2 separate regions of the Macaca mulatta genome follow, and region 1 is linked to region 2. The links are chromatin contacts, called in public Hi-C maps. All regions are on one chromosome and are shown on one strand. Each heading gives the region's core, a stretch centred on a gene start, on an enhancer-like site or on the middle of the called end of the contact. The rest is flanking DNA. Distances are from core to core; before and after follow the strand shown. Region 1 holds the start of VEGFA (vascular endothelial growth factor A). Region 2 overlaps LOC144340350 (a long non-coding RNA gene).

The links. Hi-C and Micro-C count contacts between places; a contact is called where the count stands out from the background.
Region 1: a Hi-C map of fetal cortex germinal zone shows a contact between it and region 2, with 4 times the contacts expected there. The contact joins the promoter of VEGFA here to the enhancer-like site in region 2. A contact is called at or near these places in 2 of 14 Hi-C or Micro-C datasets (fetal cortex germinal zone and liver).

Annotation. Positions count from the first base shown.
Region 1 is chr4:138,345,944-138,348,643 of T2T-MMU8v2.0, reverse strand. It overlaps VEGFA (vascular endothelial growth factor A), which reads left to right and starts at 1,325. Exons shown (of 7, transcript NM_001278437.1): 1 at 1,325-2,247. The coding sequence starts at 1,642.
Region 2 is chr4:138,188,893-138,191,592 of T2T-MMU8v2.0, reverse strand. The region is part of intron 1 of LOC144340350 (a long non-coding RNA gene); the gene reads left to right. Among named protein-coding and RNA genes, the nearest start is that of LINC03040, 73 kb to the right of the region's middle. Within about 2 kb of position 1,397, at least 8 of the 40 cell types and tissues checked have an H3K27ac peak or open chromatin away from gene starts, as enhancers often do. A contact at or near this core is called in fetal cortex germinal zone, where this site is marked.

The DNA.
Region 1 (2,700 bases), core at 76-2,575, 160 kb before region 2:
TTTGAATCATCACGCAGGCCCTGGCCTCCATCCGCCCCCACCAGCCCCCTGGCCTCAGTTCCCTGGCAACATCTGGGGTTGGGGGGGCAGCAGGAACAAGGGCCTCTGTCTGCCCAGTTGCCTCCCCCTTTGGGTTTTGCCAGACTCCACAGTGCATACGTGGGCTCCAACAGGTCCTCTTCCCTCCCAGTCACTGACTAACCCCGGAACCACACAGCTTCCCGTTCTCAGCTCCACAAACTTGGTGCCAAATTCTTCCCCCCCGGGAAGCATCCCTGGACACTTCCCAAAGGACCCCAGTCACTCCAGCCTGTTGGCTGCCGCTCACTTTGATGTCTGCGGGCCAGATGAGGGCTCCAGATGGCACATTGTCAGAGGGACACACTGTGCCCCCTGTGCCTAGCCCTGGGCTCTCTGTACATGAAGCAACTCCAGTCCCAAATATGTAGCTGTTTGGGAGGTCAGAAATAGGGGGTTCAGGAGCAAACTCCCCCCACCCCTCTGCACACCCCTCTCCAGAGCCCATTCCCTCTTTAGCCAGAGCCGGGGTGTGCAGACGGCAGTCACTAGGGGGCGCTCGGCCACCACAGGGAAGCTGGGTGAATGGAGCGAGCAGCGTCTTCGAGAGTGAGGACGTGTGTCTGTGTGGGTGAGTGTGTGCGTGTGCGTGTGCGTGTAGGGGTTGAGGGCGTTGGAGCAGGGAGAAGGCCAGGGGTCACTCCAGGATTCCAATAGATCTGTGTGTCCCTCTCCCCACCCGTCCCTGTCGGGCTGTCCGCCTTCCCCTGCCCCCTTCAATATTCCTAGCAGAGAGGGAATGGCTCTCAGGCCCTGTCCGCACGTAACCTCACTTTCCTGCTCCCTCCTCGCCAATGCCCCGCGGGCGCGTGTCTCTGGACAGAGTTTCCGGGGGCGGATGGGTAATTTTCAGGCTGTGAACCCTGGTGGGGGTCGAGCTTCCCCTTCATTGCGGCGGGCTGCGGGCCAGGCTTCGCTGGGCGTCCGCAGAGCCCGGGCCCGAGCCGCGTGTGGAGGGGCTGAGGCTCGCCTGTCCCCGCCCCCCGGGGCGGGCCGGGGGCGGGGTCCAGGCGGGGCGGAGCCAGGCACCCTCTTTTTTTAAAGTCGGCTGGTAGCGGGGAGGATCGCGGAGGTTTGGGGCAGCCGGGTAGCTCGGAGGTCGTGGCGCTGGGGGCTAGCACCAGCGCTCTGTCGGGAGGCGCAGCGGCTAGGTGGACCGGTCAGCGGACTCACCCGCCAGGGCGCTCCGTGCTGGAATTTGATATTCATTGATCCGGGGTTTATCCCTCTTCTTTTTTCTTAAACATTTTTTTTTTTAAACTGTATTGTTTCCCGTTTTAATTTATTTTTGCTTGCCATTCCCCACTTGAATCGGGCCGACGGCTTGGGGAGATTGCTTTACTTCCCCAAATCACTGTGGATTTTGGAAACCAGCAGAAAGAGGAAAGAGGTAGCAAGAGCTCCAGAGAGAAGTCGAGGAAGAGAGAGACGGGGTCAGAGAGAGCGCGCGGGCGTGCGAGCAGCGAGAGGGACAGGGGCAAAGTGAGTGACCTGCTTTTGGGGGTGACCGCCGGAGCGCGGCGTGAGCCCTCCCCCTTGGGATCCCGCAGCGGACCAGTAGCGCTGACGGACAGACAGACAGACACCGCCCCCAGCCCCAGCGCCCACCTCCTCCCCGGCCGGCGGCCGACAGTGGACGCGGCGGCGAGCCGCGGGCAGGGGCCGGAGCCCGCGCCCGGAGGCGGGGTGGAGGGGGTCGGGGCTCGCGGCGTCGCACTGAAACTTTTCGTCCAACTTCTGGGCTGTTCTCGCTTCGGAGGAGCCGTGGTCCGCGCCGGGGAAGCCGAGCCGAGCGGAGCCGCGAGAAGTGCTAGCTCGGGCCGGGAGGAGCCGCAGCCGGAGGAGGGGGAGGAGGAAGAAGAGAAGGAAGAAGAGAGGGGGCCGCGGTGGCGACTCGGCGCTTGGAAGCCGGGCTCATGGACGGGTGAGGCGGCGGTGTGCGCAGACAGTGCTCCAGCCGCGCGCGCGCCCCAGGCCCTGGCCCGGGCCTCGGCCCGGGGAGGAAGAGGAGCTCGCCGAGGCGCCGAAGAGAGCGGGCCGCCCCACAGCCCGAGCCGGAGAGGGAGCGCGAGCCGTGCCGGCCCCGGTCGGGCCTCCGAAACCATGAACTTTCTGCTCTCTTGGGTGCATTGGAGCCTTGCCTTGCTGCTGTACCTCCACCATGCCAAGGTAAGTGGTCGTGCCCGGCTGGCGCCGCGGGCAGCTGCGAGCGCCTCTCCCGGCTGGGGACGTGCGTGCGAGCGCGCGCGTGGGGGCTCCGTGCCCCACGCGGGTCCATGGGCACCAGGCGCGCGGCGTCCCCCTCTGTCGTCTTAGGTGCAGGGGGAGGGGGCGCGCGCTAGGTGGGAGGGCACCCGGAGAGAGGCTCACCGCCCACGCGGGCCCTGCCCACCCACCGGAGTCACCGCACGTACGATCTGGGCCGACCAGCCGAGGGCGGGAGCCGGAGGAGGAGGCCGAGGGGGCTGGGCTTGCGTTGCCGCTGCCGGCTGAAGTTTGCTCCCGGCCGCTGGTCCCAGACGAACTGGAAGTCCGGGCAGCGGGGGCGGGAGCCAGAGACCAGCCGGCAGGGGGGTGCTCGGACCTTGGACCGCCGGAGGGCAGAGAGCGTGGAGGGGGCAG
Region 2 (2,700 bases), core at 148-2,647:
TGGAGATGAGGTTTTGCCATGCGGCCCAGGCTGGTCTTGAACTGGGCTCAAGAGATCTGCCTGCTTCAGCCTCCCAAAGTGCTGGGATTACAGACGTGGGCCACTGCGCCTGGCCTATATACCCAGCATCTGCAAAGCCTTGGGACACATGACAGCAACCCTCAAGGGAAGATCCCAGGCCAGGTGCCTGTCTGCCTCCTTGGATCAGTGACGAAGAGGCCCGCGCCACTCCATGTCTGTGTGTGATGGTCCTGGGCATTGCTGAGTAAGTCCGAGGAAAGGGACAGCAGCTGCAGGCCCTCCGTGCTCAGTTCATCACCCATCCCACTGCTCAGGCCCTCATCTGCCTATTCTTGGTGTCACTTGTTTTCCAGGGCCTCACCCTATTCTGAACAAGTTTTGGTGAGGACAGTCAGGATGTGGGAATAGGCTAATTGAAAGCAGAAAGTTGAAATGAGGAGCCAGTGCTGAAGGGAGGTCTTGGGCTGCCACTGAGGGAGTTTGAGCAGGGTAGCAGCATGACCAGCTCTATCTTTTTTTTTTTTTGAGATGAAGTCTCACTCTGTTGCCCAGGCCGGAGTGCAGTGGCGCAATCTCGGCTCACCACAACCTCCACCTCCCGGGTTCAAGTGATTCTCCTGCCTCAGCTTCCCGAGTAGCTGGGACTACAGGCATGCGCCACCACGCCCGGCTCATTTTGTAATTTTAGTAGAGATAGGGTTTCTCCATGTTGGTAAGGCCGGTCTCCAACTCCCGACCTCAGGTGATCTCCCTCCTTGGCCTCCCAAAGTGCTGGGGTTACAGGCACGAGCCACCGCGCCCGGGCTGACCAGCTCTATCTTTGAAAGATCACTCAGCTGTGATGTGGAGAAGGGGTTGCAGGACAATGGTGGACACAGGAAGGGCTGATAAGAAGCAACTGCAATAGTCCAGACACCTGCCTCTGGGAGCCTAAAACACTCCACGTAGGTGGGAAGGCTTCAAAAGAGGCCTGGGGATGGACCTGTTGCCCTCCAGCCTCTCGTACTTCCCGGGGGCCTGCAAACATCTATCCTTTCCTTGTTCGATTCCTTGTCCAGCCTGTGGTCCTTGGGGCTCTGATTTATTCAGCCTGGGAACCAGGCAACGAGTCTCATGTCTGCCTCAGGCCTCAAAATAGATTATTTTTTTTTTATTAGCTGTCCCTTGTTAACTCATAATTGCAATCATGTAACATTTAATAGAGGCACAAAGCGATCCCCATCACTGCTCCACAATCATTCATTAGCTAACAAGACAGAGCGGCTCATAAAAAAAAAAAAAAGCCGTTAAAAAAATTCTGGGGAAATGGAAAGCAGGAGGTGATGCAAGCCCTGGTTAACAAAGGCTGAGGGATGGGGGGAGGCGTGAGCGGGTGTGAGCGGAATAACCCAAGCCTGATAAGCCACAAAGCAGTGCCTGCTGCTCCCTCCTCCCTCTGCCGCCTGAGTCAGAGAAGCCGGGATGTGTTCAAAATCAAGCAATGTAATTAGCAGGTTGCATCATGCCCCTCGATTATAAATTACAATGGCCACAAAGAGAGTGGATGGAGGAGCAGGGATTAGATGGGGTAACCCAATCCCAGTGCCGGGAAGGGGGACAGAGGGCCTGGGAGCTGCCACCCGCCACTCGGAGCCGAGTAGCCTCTGTCTACTGTGTCTAGGGACAGCAACAAGGCCTACTCAATACCTGCTTTGTGTAGCCTGGGATAATGATTTACAAACTCAAGGAAATCAGGAGGTGTGAAAAGAAGATAGCCCTCTTAACCCAGCCATTGTCTACCCTCTGCTGGAATGTCCCTCAGCTCCACCCACCTGGTGCACCTGTGCACACGGATGCTGTTTGAGGATGGTCTACGTGAGGAGCCATCGTGGGGGCTGTGCTGATAAGATCTAAAGGGGCTGCTGGGCTTGAGGTGTGGCGAGCCAGTCAGGGATGACTGAGACTCCGCAAACAGGAATGCACCTGAGTGATTCCCTTAGCTGTCTCTGTGGTAGGGGAGGATGGCAGCTCAGGCTGATGACAGAGCACGCTCTCTCCTGGGAGTTGAAGACCTGGTTCCATCCCAAACTTTGACACTGGGAGGCTGTAGGAGCCTGGCAAGCCATTCCTCCTCTCTGGGCCTCAGCTTCCCCACTACAACCCAGCTGCTGGCTCTATGACCCAGGCAAGTTATTTTCCATCTCTGTGTCTCTACTTCCCCACCAGGCCTTGCCACAACTGGCCACGTGACCTGAGACCAGCTCCCCCTCTGCATCCTCAGTTTCTCCATATTCAAGGAGAAAAGTTATCCAATCTTTAAAGTTCAGCTGGGGCCTTCTCTCAGTCTAAGGTAAACTCTGTTTTTCCAAAAACTAACCAACTAGCCAACTCACCTGCTACCTTGGAGACCAGGGAAATGGGCCTGGCAACCCTGCCATCTGGCCGTCTGCATGAATCAGAGCCCAGTGAGGCAGAGGGGAAGTCAGGCTCAGGCAAATCAAGTCGCCGGTGGCACTGCTCCCCGTGAGCCTGTGCAGGCACACCCTTTACTTCCTCCCCGTGGAAGATTTGGCCTTTCAGTTTAGCCTTTGCAAACAGCATTTACTCGACAATGTTTCCTTAGCAGCCCTATTCTTGTACACAGGAAATAATCCCATTAACTTTATTATCTCCGCAAAGGAAGGACAAGGATATAGATTT